Regions from separate parts of the Gossypium arboreum genome. Here region 1 is linked to region 2. A link is a contact called in public Hi-C data. All regions are on one chromosome and are shown on one strand. Each heading gives the region's core, a stretch centred on a gene start, on an enhancer-like site or on the middle of the called end of the contact. The rest is flanking DNA. Distances are from core to core; before and after follow the strand shown. Region 1 holds the start of LOC108482888 (threonine--tRNA ligase, chloroplastic/mitochondrial 2). Region 2 holds the start of LOC108468064.

The links. Hi-C and Micro-C count contacts between places; a contact is called where the count stands out from the background.
Region 1: a Hi-C map of leaf shows a contact between it and region 2, with 3 times the contacts expected there. The contact joins the promoter of LOC108482888 here to the promoter of LOC108468064 in region 2. A contact is called at or near these places in 2 of 5 Hi-C or Micro-C datasets (both in leaf).

Annotation. Positions count from the first base shown.
Region 1 is chr7:25,947,576-25,953,766 of ASM2569848v2, reverse strand. It overlaps LOC108482888 (threonine--tRNA ligase, chloroplastic/mitochondrial 2), which reads right to left and starts at 3,689. Exons shown (of 7, transcript XM_017786014.2): 1 at 3,130-3,689; 2 at 2,887-3,033; 3 at 2,615-2,762; 4 at 1,597-2,228; 5 at 1,184-1,492; 6 at 889-1,089; 7 at 280-774. The coding sequence starts at 3,441. The coding sequence ends at 517. LOC108484063 (cytochrome b561 and DOMON domain-containing protein At5g35735-like) reads right to left here. Exons shown (of 3, transcript XM_017787695.2): 2 at 5,903-6,157; 3 at 5,356-5,822. The coding sequence ends at 5,493.
Region 2 is chr7:25,703,532-25,709,751 of ASM2569848v2, reverse strand. LOC108468064 reads right to left here and starts at 1,980. Exons shown (of 6, transcript XM_017768923.2): 1 at 1,530-1,980; 2 at 1,355-1,426; 3 at 1,155-1,242; 4 at 224-356; 5 at 1-9. The coding sequence starts at 1,704. It overlaps TRNAL-CAG (transfer RNA leucine (anticodon CAG)), which reads right to left and starts at 2,125; the gene lies at 2,045-2,125.

The DNA.
Region 1 (6,191 bases), core at 2,440-4,939, 240 kb before region 2:
AACAATAAAATGCTTACATGATCGTGAACCGTGTTGCATGTTGAGATGATCCTGTCATTGATAAACTTAGAGTGCTTTGAAAGAGGTAGACTCATGATTGACTGACCTTATTGAAAGTCAAGTTTCACCTTATTTCTTTTAATTACAAATTAATTATTTACTTCTGTTGCAACTAAAGCTTCAAGAAAGGTAATTCCAACACAGATAAAGGCTAAAAATAATTATAGTCATTAAGGGAACTATTGAAGAACCTTTTAAAGTGCAAAAAGACGATGAAAATAAAGGTGAAATAATCAATGAAGAGATGTAAATGACATTGATCTAGTAACCAATATTATCATGTCAAGGGGAACTATGTATTCCCTTTCTAGGAAAACAAAAAACGAAATACAGAACAAATCTGGAACTATGTTCATATACAAACAAAAACTTTTCATCTTTCAAAATATGTTGTTCCACCTTTTTGCATACTTATGCAATAAATAAAGCTTGAATTACCTACCTGCTTTAAGAATTTTACAATGTTCTGTTTTTAATGGCTTGCTGGATGCTACTGATGAATTCATCAATCTTCATGGTACCCAACTCTCCACCAAATCTAGATCTAACTGTCACACTATGCGTTTCAACTTCCTTTGGACCCACGACTGCCATTAGGGGAATTTTCTGCTTCTCAGCATTTCTGATAAGCTTCGGCAAGCGTTCACCATGGCAAACTTCAGCACGGATGCCGTTGGATTTGAGTTTGCCAACCACCTCATTACAGAATCCAAGCTGCCAAAAAGACAAAGCAGTTTGTTTTTTTAAGAGACAGTACAAGGAAATACAGTCAATCAAATACAAAGTACACTCTGTTAAAGAGTTGATGAAACCTGAAGCCAAATATACCTGTGTATCAGTAACCGGTAAAACCTGAGCTTGTATTGGAGCCAGCCACAAAGGAAAGTCCCCAGCATAATGCTCTATAAGGACTCCAAAAAATCGCTCCAAGGATCCAAGCACAGCCCTATGGATCATGATTGGACGCCTCTTTTCTGAGTTTGAGTCAACATAAGTAATGTCGAATCGGTTTGGCAAGTTAAAATCAACCTGTCAAGTAAGAAGCCGAATTACAGATAATGCATGAGAGGATGGAAAGAGTAAGGTAAGAAAGGCAGAAATTTGGGGATAAGTCAAAACTTGCCTGGATGGTTGAGCACTGCCATTTCCTTCCAAGAGCATCCTCTATCTTAAGATCAATTTTCGGACCATAGAAGGCACCACCACCTTCATCAATCTGATAGCTCCAGCCTTTATCATCCAAAGCATCTTTAAGTGCTACCGTTGCCTTTTCCCAGATATCATCATCGCCCACAGCCTTTTCTGGCCTAGTTGAGAGGTTTACCTCGTACTTGCTGAAACCAAACTGCAATAGTATCTCCTCGGTAAGATCTAAGACCCCTCTGATTTCATCCTTGATTTGATCTTCCAAACAGAAAATGTGAGCATCATCCTGCAAATGAGTTGCAATTTGAGCATCAAAGCACTAACAGAAAATAAGTAAAGGTATATTTAACATGTTCATCTAAGCTGACTAAGCAAAGACATAATTATTACCTGGGTAAAACCTCTTACACGGAACAGGCCATGTAAGCTACCAGACAACTCGTATCTATAGACAGTCCCAAGCTCTGCAACTCTGATCGGAAAGTCTCGATAAGAATGAAGCTTCCTTTTGTATACTAATATGTGGTAAGGGCAATTCATTGGTCGAAGTTGATAAAGTTCATCCTCGATCTCCATCTGATCATACATACTTTCTTTATAGAAGTCTAGATGACCACTGATTTTCCAAAGATCAGCCCTTGCCACATGTGGAGTAAATAGCAAGTCGTAACCATGTTCTATGTGTGTTTTCCTCCATGAATCTTCTATAATATGCCTAACAATGGCACCCTTCGGATGCCAGAAGACTAAACCTCCCCCAGCCTCCTCCTGTATAGAAAACAAATCGAGATCTTGGCCAATACGTCTGTGATCCCGGCGTTTAGCTTCCTCTTTGAAGTGAAGGTAAGCTTTCAGTTGTTCTTCATTTTCCCATGCAGTTCCATATATCCTCTGTAGCATAGGTTTCTTTTCATCTCCTCTCCAATAAGCACCAGCAACGGACTCGAGCTGAAAAGCTTTGTTGTTTATCTTTCCCGTAGTTTCGACATGTGGCCCGGCACAAAGATCCCACCATTCATTCCCTGGAATCAGTATTAGTCAACAAAATGATATGAACACACACAGACACATGAAAGTGTTACTTATTTCATTGATAAAGATTAACCAAGTTACACCGGTTATGTTCATAAACAGTAGACATAGATGCTTAGCATATGCCAAGGCCACCAAACATGGATTAAGGCAAGTTAGGAGACAGGAATGGAAGAGAAGCCGGTATACATTTGATATCCCTAGCAGAACCAGAACCATAGAAAATACATGGGAAATCTCAGAGGACTAACCTAGAATAAATACATTACTGTTACATAGAAAGTGTTTCTCATGATAACTCAATAAAGGGTCATTTACACGAGAAACTAAAGCACCAATTCTACAGGAAACTTGGAAAAGGAAAAATGTGGCTTACCAATATGATAGATAGTGATAGGATCCTCCTTAATACTATCCAAAATCTCCATCTTGTAAGGTTCATTTACAGCCATTATCCTTTTCTGAGCTTCATCTCTTGAAACTTCTTCTCTTACAAGCGGTAAATTTCGTTTAATGATCCGATCCTACAGATTTGGAGGTAACAAATGAATTTCTCTGACCCCCTGAAAACCATAGCCCAAATGAAAACAATTTCCCCAAAGCTCTCACAAAACTTTCCCCCTTCTTTTAATCAAATAATCTACTTACCATTTCCTTTTTAATCCTCTTGAGATCATTATCAGTCAAAGGCTCCATATCAAAATCATAGTAAAACCCATTGTCTATCCAGGGTCCAATTGTCACTTTCGCGTCTGGGTATAGTTTTTGAACTGCCATTGCCATTACATGTGCACACTGAAATCCCATGCATATAATAAATTTTTTTTTAAAAAGGTCGTTATGGAATAATAAAAAAAACCCAGAAAAGGAAATTGATAACGCAATGATTACCGTGTGTCTAATTCTAAGGAGCTCATCGGATGAGTCGTTAGTTGGAAGAACAAGTTTGCCAGATTGTTCTTGCTTCTGGGTATCCTGTACGGGAACGTTTTGGAGGTCAACTGCTGGTTGAGCTGAGCCAGTGGCCACTGCTGCCTCATGTAAGCGTTTGAGTTCCGGGCGTTTGGGGAAGGAAACCAGGCGTTTAAGGGGGAAATGAAGGGAAAGGGATGGATTGGGGAGAGGGAGAGGGAGAGGGAGAGGAAGAGAAGTGCGTTTAGAAAGGAAACGAGCGGAAATTTGAAGAAAATGGAAAGTAGCCATTGTGTGAAGTGCGGACCATGAACATCAGCCCCTTGTGCTATTGGCTATGGCTATGGCTATGGCTAAAAAAATATCAACTGAATTTCAAGTTTCTGGTTCTCGTTTGTGGATGAGGTTTTTCAGCGTCTTGGTGGATAACAAATTTGCTCGTTCAATAAAATTTTGTAATTTTAAGTTTCAAATCTAGGCCTTCAACCACTGAACTTCACTACTTTGGGCTTAAATTCAGTGTTTCAACAAGTCCCCCATATCTGTTTTCACTAAAACCCAGTTTGTAAAGTAATTGTCTATTTCTATTTCAGTTAAAATATGCTCTTAGTCCCTGTATTTTTCTCATATTACAGCATTAGCCCTCTATTTTTATTTCAGGATTTTAATGTTTTATGTTCTAGTTTTTAAAATTTAAGTCTAATTTTTAATTTTTTAATTTTTTATTTTTTTATTAGTATAAAATTTTGAAATAAAAATATAGTGACTAATTTCTCTTCGTGTATTTATTATAATATATTGCATTTAAATTATTTTATATAATATAAATTTTAAATATTAATATATATTATTATTTAATTTATTAATTAAGTTGGTATCATGAATCAGTTGAACACCAATTTAATTATAAAATTACAAAAATATATTTCTAAGATTAAAATAGAATACATTATTCAAAAGTATCTTAATTTTTTATTTAAAAAATAAATAAATTACGTGTAATTGGATTTAAACTCATGCTATTGACATGGTAAAATATAACCTTTTAACACAAAACTAGAACTTTATCTTAATATGATATTTATATTTTAATTGTATTATGCAAACTATTATTTAAGTCATTGATTAAATTGGTGTCATAAGTCAACAGAGCACTAACTCGTTAGAAAAATTACCAAAATACCATTTCATATTTAAAATAAGTTATATCATTTCGAGTACTTTTATCTTTTTATTATAATAATAATAATAATAATAATAATAATAATAATATGCATATTGTGGTGTATGAACCCACACTGATTGCATTAGTAAAGCCTTAAATTTACTACTCAGCTAAGGCTTGACTTTAACTTTTTTATATATTTTAATTTTATTATGCATACTTTATTACTTTCATCAATTATATATCTATATTATTATTTAAGTCGTTGATTGAGTTGGGATTACGAGTCAACCAAGTACCAACTCGATTATGAAGATTACATATATGTCTTTTCATATTTAAAATAAGTAAATATTCTTCAATGGTACTTTAATCTTTTATTTTAAAATAATGATAATAATAATATGCGATGAAGAGATTGAACTCAGGCCAATTGCATTGATAAAACTTTAAATTTACAACTCAATTACATTGAGTTGGTGTCACAAATTAACTCGACACCAACTTAGAATTGATGTATTCATTTAGTATTCTTAGTATGATGATGTTTTATTTGTTTAAATTCTATTTTACTTAAATTTAATCTAATTTTTTATTGTATATTATTTTTAAATGCATATCTATATTATAAATATTTACACGCATGTGATAGAATTTCTAGTAAGTTTTGTTATTTGAAGGTATTTTAGTCTTTTCATTTTAATAAAATTCAATTAAAATATGAATATGATGGTATTTGAATCTATGTCAATTGAATTAGTAACAATTTAAATTACCACTTAAACTTTATTTCAATATATATTATACATTTTATTTTAATATGTACAAATTATTATCTCCATTAATCCTCGTGTTACTCGTAATTTAATTATTTTTAAATTTTAGTGATAGAATATGTATGTGTATTTTTTTTTTCGTTTTTGTCATGTAATAATATTGTGATAGACTTTGCTCTTTTGTTGTTTAGTTTTCGCGGCCCAACATGTAATCAAAGGAACCACAGCTATTGATGGATGGAAAGAAACATTGGAATCCATGGATACGTACAAAATAAATTAAATTAAATAAAAATACATGGAAGTACCAAAAAAAAAAAAAACCCCAACAACAACATGGTGTAATAGACTGACAAAATATACTTACATATATTACAATATATGTAAGATGTACAAAATTGTTACACGTCCTGTCCCCTGGCACCAAATCCATTCACTCCATTGGCTCCATTTATGCTGTGAGAGCGCTTATCAGTCTCAGACCCTCTGTTCTTCCTCCTCAGAACAATGTACCAAGTGAATGCTTCCAACAAAGTGGCAACAACACCCAAAAATATGAGAATTCCAATGTAAATTCTCTCCCAATGGTCATCGGGTTTAAGGATGTCGAAGCCATCGAAGATGTTGATGATACTGAGGATGATGACTGCGTAACCCACGGAATGGTGGTAGATGTTCCAATACAATCTGTATTTGTGATCCTTGTTTGGCCTCAGAAGCAAAGCAAACACCTGCATGCCCCACATATTTCAACCATAAACATTTGTTTGTAATATTTCAGAAACATGAAGACCCTAGAAGCAAAAGTTACCTGAAGAGTGCCAAGGCAGAAGAGGGTGATGCCAATGTTCCTATGAGGATTGTGTGTGACACCAGCTGAATCACTGCCCAGCCTAATACCAGTTGCCCATCCTGCTACGCCTACAGCATAGGCCGATGTTTGGCAAGCAACATGGAGATAAAACCATGCCGGGTCTGCTGATTTGAACACCTTCATGTACCTAGCCGTTATGGCTCCGAATGGCATCAAGATTCCCCAGCTGACTGTGTTAAGAACTCCATGAACCTGGCCATTTTAAACACCTTTAGAAAAACAAGAA
Region 2 (6,220 bases), core at 731-3,230:
CTTGAAGCCCTACAACCGTAATGGCATGTCAAGAACAAGAATAAGACAAGTAAGCATTCATGCATCTACTGTATTGTATCTCTTAACCTCCATGCAAAAGCCTGGACATTAATCCTTCAAATGCCTTAGCATGAATGTGTCGAAAGTAGGAACAAGAAAAATAAGCTTTTTAAGAACATGAATGCAAGTATGAGTGTGTAAGGGGAGAGAGCAAAACAGAGACCAATTTCCGAAACAAACTAAGAGATGACTCATTTGATGCTCCAATTTTAGCACGGAAGACATGGATTCTGAAGTTTTTAACTGCATAGGCCATCATCATCAGGACAGACTCTTTCCCAAGGCCCTTACCACGGCTATTCTAGCATGAAAAATAAGAGAAGATTAAAAGGGAATCTAGATCAACTTTACAGTTTTGATACATTGTTTTGTTTTCCTAGTAGATTTTATCACAGCAAAAACAAGGTCGTCAACTTTATCCTAAAAAATGCGACTAGAATAACACTCAACTTGAAATATCGAAACCAAGCCAGACACAAATATCAGAATGACCAAGCCACTTAAAGGAGAGTACATCTGAACAAGTAAGGAAAGCATATATGTGCCATGACACATAACAGCAAGAAATGAGAATCCAAATTGCCAGTTAACTTCTTCATCTGAGATGCATGTAAATTATTTGCCAATTGTCAACATCCATCATTTCATTATTCTTTTCTCCTCACAAGAGTTGTATTATCGAATCATCAAGTATCTAAGCATTCAATACAAACATCTTACGAAAACTGAGTGCTGGAGTCTACCAAGAACATAAAGGGACACAGTTGCTGTACACACACAATGACAACAAACCTATGAATAAGGCAATTACAGTCGGTATTCATCAGCATATGTTGTATACGATGGTGTAAAAGTTCTATTTACATTAAACCATTACTCAATTTCCACAGCACTCTTGCTCATAAATGATTAATCAGAATGAAAAGAAAAAAAGAGAAAAGCAACAAACCCAACAAATTCTTAGAAAGAAAAGGAATCAAGTGCAAGAAATTCCATGTTGATGATTCAAAATGATTACACAAGTATGAAGGAAAGAGAGCGATGTCAGTTAAGAAATAGATTTTGTTGATTGTGAAGAAGTGCAAAGCAAGTACCTTTTTAGTTCAGCTATCATAATTTCAATCTCTGCTAATTGAGGGTCATCCAAATCATTCATGTAGATATTCACATCCCCGACCATGGCTGGATCATCGTTTACCATCAACTCCAGATCAGTCCAAAACAATACGCTGAAGAAATCAAAGGGTTTCACTAAATTCTGTGCAATTAAGAAAAAGGTAGTAGATGAGGTGACCTTCCACATGAGGATTTCCATGAACAAACTTTTCCCCGACCATCTCCTTATCCAAAACAATGAAAGTTTTCTCTGTTGAAAACCAAGCTTAATCATTAAATTAAAGAAGAAGAAAACCCAATTGAGAAATTGGTATAAACAATCAGAAAAGGAAGTAAAAGAGAGAGAGAAGAACTGAGAGGGTCTTGGTTCCAGGAGAGCTGCATATCGTATTCCTGTTGGAGGGAGAGGGGCTCTGATCCGGTGGCTTGAAGGAGAGCAGGGTCTTGCATCCAGAGGTGGTACTTTGGGACATGTGCTTCCATGTATGGTACCATTATCACCTTCTGTCCTTCCAAGCTCACTCCCATGGCTACTGCTGGGTTGAGAGACCCTTGAAAGGCAAAAACCAAGAGGCTTTTTTCACTTTCCAGCTCCGGTATGGCTACTGTTGTTTTGTGGGGGGTTTAACTGCTAATTGCAACCGACATTAACATGGTTTCATATGGGTGTTTGGTTGAAACAAGGATCCCACTCATTGTGGTTGGAAGAACTTTGGGATTAGGATTGGCAGTTGCGGGCTCTTCAAACACTTGCTCCAAGTCTGACTATTTAGTTTGGCCCAACACTACACATAAATTCAGCAAGCATCAATATGATAAAAAATAGGAAGCCCCGTTAATGTGATAAAAAAGTGTAAAAATTTATTTTTGTCAAGAATGGGATTCGAACCCATGCCCTTTCGGACTAGTACCTGAAACTAGCGCCTTAGACCAACTCGGCCATCTTGACTATTAACAGATGATTCTAAGAATCTTATTAAAAAATCAGAGCAAGTCTTCTAATAAGATACTAATATGCTAATTCTAAAGTGATCAGTTAAAAATTCTAAAAACTCAAGTCAAACCAAAATGCTATTGTTAGTTTTGTAGTGTTTTTCAAAAGAACTAATTCATGCTAAAAAAAGCTTGAGTTGAAAAAATTCTCTTTCAAATTTTCACCTTCATTAATGTTTTTCCCTTTTTTCCCTCTTAAACCAACAAATTCTCCTTAAAAGCTTCAAGAACTTGGTAAGATCACTCCAACCTTACTTATCTTAACCTTGATTTTTTATTGTTCCATGGTCCTTCATTGTAATAGGGATAGGACTTCATTTTGTTGATATAAGTGATCAATTGCTCATTGTTTTAATTGAATTTTAGCTTTGTATTGCTGCAGAAAAAATAAACTCCAGTTAGTGTTATGGAAGAAAGAAGATGATATGAGACCAGAGAAGGAAAGAAGAAAAAAGGTAAGAGTTTTTCCTTTAATAATTTCATTTCATAAAGCTTATTTTCACATATAGTCACGCATAAATAATGAGGTCTATAACTACAAATTACATAAACCAATAACCAACAACTATGACCTAAGCTTAACAAATTTCCTATACAGCTACTTTGAATTATGCCAGCTCAACATTCCAGTTGCGTCCTTCATTCTTCAATAATTTGTCTCTTGGTGCATGTGAATTTGAGTAGTAATCCCCTTTGCCTAACTCCTTGGTTCATTGTTATGGTCTTGGATTGTCCTACATTGTTTCCCCTTTTAGTTATTCTCATGTCCAATATGACAACTAGGTACACAAGGGGTTGCCCATCACCAGCAACCTAGAGTTTTTTTTTTTTTTTTTTAGGAGATAACATAAAACACATTATGGATTTTAGCACTATTTGGTAATTTGAGCTTATAAACTATTGACCCCACTTTGGTAATTATAGAATAAGGGCAAAAGCACTTGAAAGAAAGCTTAAGCTGCTTCTTAAAAGCTAGTGTAGTTTGCTTGTAAGGTTGGATCTTCAAATAGACTTTTTCTCCCACCTCAATAATACAAATAAAAGAAAAACTTTCATTAAAGATTGAAATGTAGTAGGGGCATCAATAAGGCCAAAAGGCATTAGTAAGCTAATTTAACAACTCTTCCAATTTTTTTTATTGTTAAGTTATTCAATTGTATATATTAAAAAACTGTGGAAGTTTATTGGGTTTCAAGTCTTAACTACACTAATTGAGAATCTAGTTTAAGGGTTGCGGTTATAACTTTTGGGAGGGGTAGATTGACCTTTAGGTTTTTAAAATATATCTGACTATGTAATTAATAATGTGTTGCATTTAAAAAATACAAAGGTGAGGAGTGTTTGTATTACTATAAATAGAGGTGGTTTCTTCACTTTTTAATTATCCTAAAATTTGTAATTTTTTTGATAGTGTCAGAGGACATATGCATAATTTGTTGAATCTCATCAAATTAATTTGTAGGAATATTCTATTTAAGAACTTGAGTTTTAAATGAAACTATTTGTGACTCTTCCAATTTTGTTAAAAATTAAACCTCGTATGATTTTCTGTTATAATAATTTTCTCTTTTACTCAACATAGTAATTGTAACTCTTCAACATGTAGCTTATATATAATTTCATTCAAAATTTTCTTGGTACTCCTCCACCATAACCTTCTGAAATAATTTGTTAAATTCTTTTATAATATCCAAACATGTCCTATCACAAAATCATAAATCTTTTATAAGCTCAGATCAAACTACATCAAGTTTTTGCATAATATAGTCATCAAAGTAGATTTAAACTTTCCTTATAAAATACACGGTAATAATCTCTAAGTTTTTGTAAACCCTCCATTTTTCTTAAAAACTCTTGTAATTGATACTTGAGATCAATTGCCATATTTGAAAAATTTTAGACATAAGCATACAACTTTAGAAAACATAAACATATTTATATCAAACAAACCCAAACTCGTATTTAACACGACATCGCCATCAAGCTCTTAGAACAAGAACAAATAAACTGGAAAATGTGGACTCGTATTCACTCGTGTAATATGATTTCTAGTTTTGGATCAGACAAAGTGTAACACCCCGTACCCGAGACCGTTGCCGGAGTCGAACACGAGGTATTTACGGACTTATTTCATTGACTTACACAGTTTATTTTTTTTTTATTTCCAGACAAGCTGGCTAACTGCATCACAGTCACTTTAAAAATCATATCTCGAGTTCCGAAGCTCGAAAACTGATTCCGTAAATTTTCCCTGAAACTAGACTCATATATCCATCTATAAATTTTTTTCTAGAATTTTTGATCAGGCCAATTAGTACAGTTTATTAGTTAAAGTCTCCCCTGTTTCAGGGTTCAACTGCTCTGACCTTTATGCATTACGGCTTATATATCTCCCTGTACAGGGATTCAATACTTATGCCGTTTGTTTCTAATAAAACTAGACTCAAAACAGAATCTATACATATATGGCATGACTTCTAATTATCTCTGGTTAATTTATAGTGAATTTCCAAAGTCAGATCAGGGGATCCAGAAATCACTCTGGCCCTGTTCCACAAAAACTTAAATATCTCTTAAAATACGACTCATATGATCGTTTCGTTTCTTCCATATGAAATTAGATTCATCAAGGTTAGATTACATAATTTATTCACTATTTAATTCCATTCCTATTATTTTTAGTGATTTTTCAAACTTACATCACTGCTGCTGTCAGCATCTGCCTTTAAGGTAGACTTTACCTATTTCATAGTTTCCATGATTCAACTAGCCCTTTAGCATATATAGCACAAAATATGATCATGATTAACCATTCCAATGGCCAATCATTGCCAAGCATATCCACACCTCTCAATAACCATATACATACAAAATGATTATAACACTATGCTCAAAATATATAAGCCATTTTCGCATGGCTATTCAAATATATACAACACCAAAGTACTTGACTAATAACAAAAGGGCAGTCCTATACATGCCATTAGCAAAGTTAAACTAAAAGAGTACCAAAAGGGCTTTGATAGTGTGGACGACTTCGACTTTGACAATCCCGAGTCCGATAGCTGACGAACCAAAATCTACAAAACAGAGAATCAAAGAAACGGAATAAGCATTTAATGCTTAGTAAGTTTTGAGCAATGAAATTAGGCACAATTGAAGTATAGCATTCATATGACTAAACGGATAATTTCATATACACACATTCTCAAAATCATACCTACTTCACATTACCAACCCTTATACTCATACATAAGAGATCAACTTAACCAAAAGCCGGAAGCTCATTAATCGACTGAGCGAATACTATTTAAAAGGAATCAACTAATCCAATGCATATACGAAACATACCTCATCGTTGGGATTTTACGAGCATATTAATTGAAATTATTACAGCAAGATCGCTCATTCCCAAACCAAGTACCTTCGAGATTTAACCGGATATAGCTACTCGCTCAAATGCCTTCGGGACTTAGCCCGGATATAGTAGTTCACACAAATGCCTTCGGGACTTAGCACGGATATAGTAACTCGCACAAATGCCTTCGGGACTTAGCCCGAAAATAGTAACTCGCACAAATGCCTTCGGGGCTTAGCCCGGAATTAATAACTCGCACAAATGCCTTCGGGACTTAGCCCGGAATTAGTCACTAGCACAAATGCCTTCGGGACTTAGCCCGGTTATCATCCGAATATTCATGCACATATCAGTAAATCATGACACATCTTTATTTCATTTTCATAACTAGAATTCAAACACAAGTCAATTATTAAGCATTCCCATTTTCGGCTCAATAGCCACATACAAACAACATGATTTGGTTTGCTTTATGACATGATCTCTATGTACATACGGCTACCCATCATACGTATAGACTAATTAACTCAACATATAATTCAAGTAGAATCATTATATCACCGTATATTTGTTATGCTTATACATCATCACTTAATCAAATCGTAAACTAAGTTTCATTACTTGAAAACTTACCTCGGATGTTGTCGAACGATTTCGACGGCTATTCGATCACTTTTTCCTTCCCTTTATCGG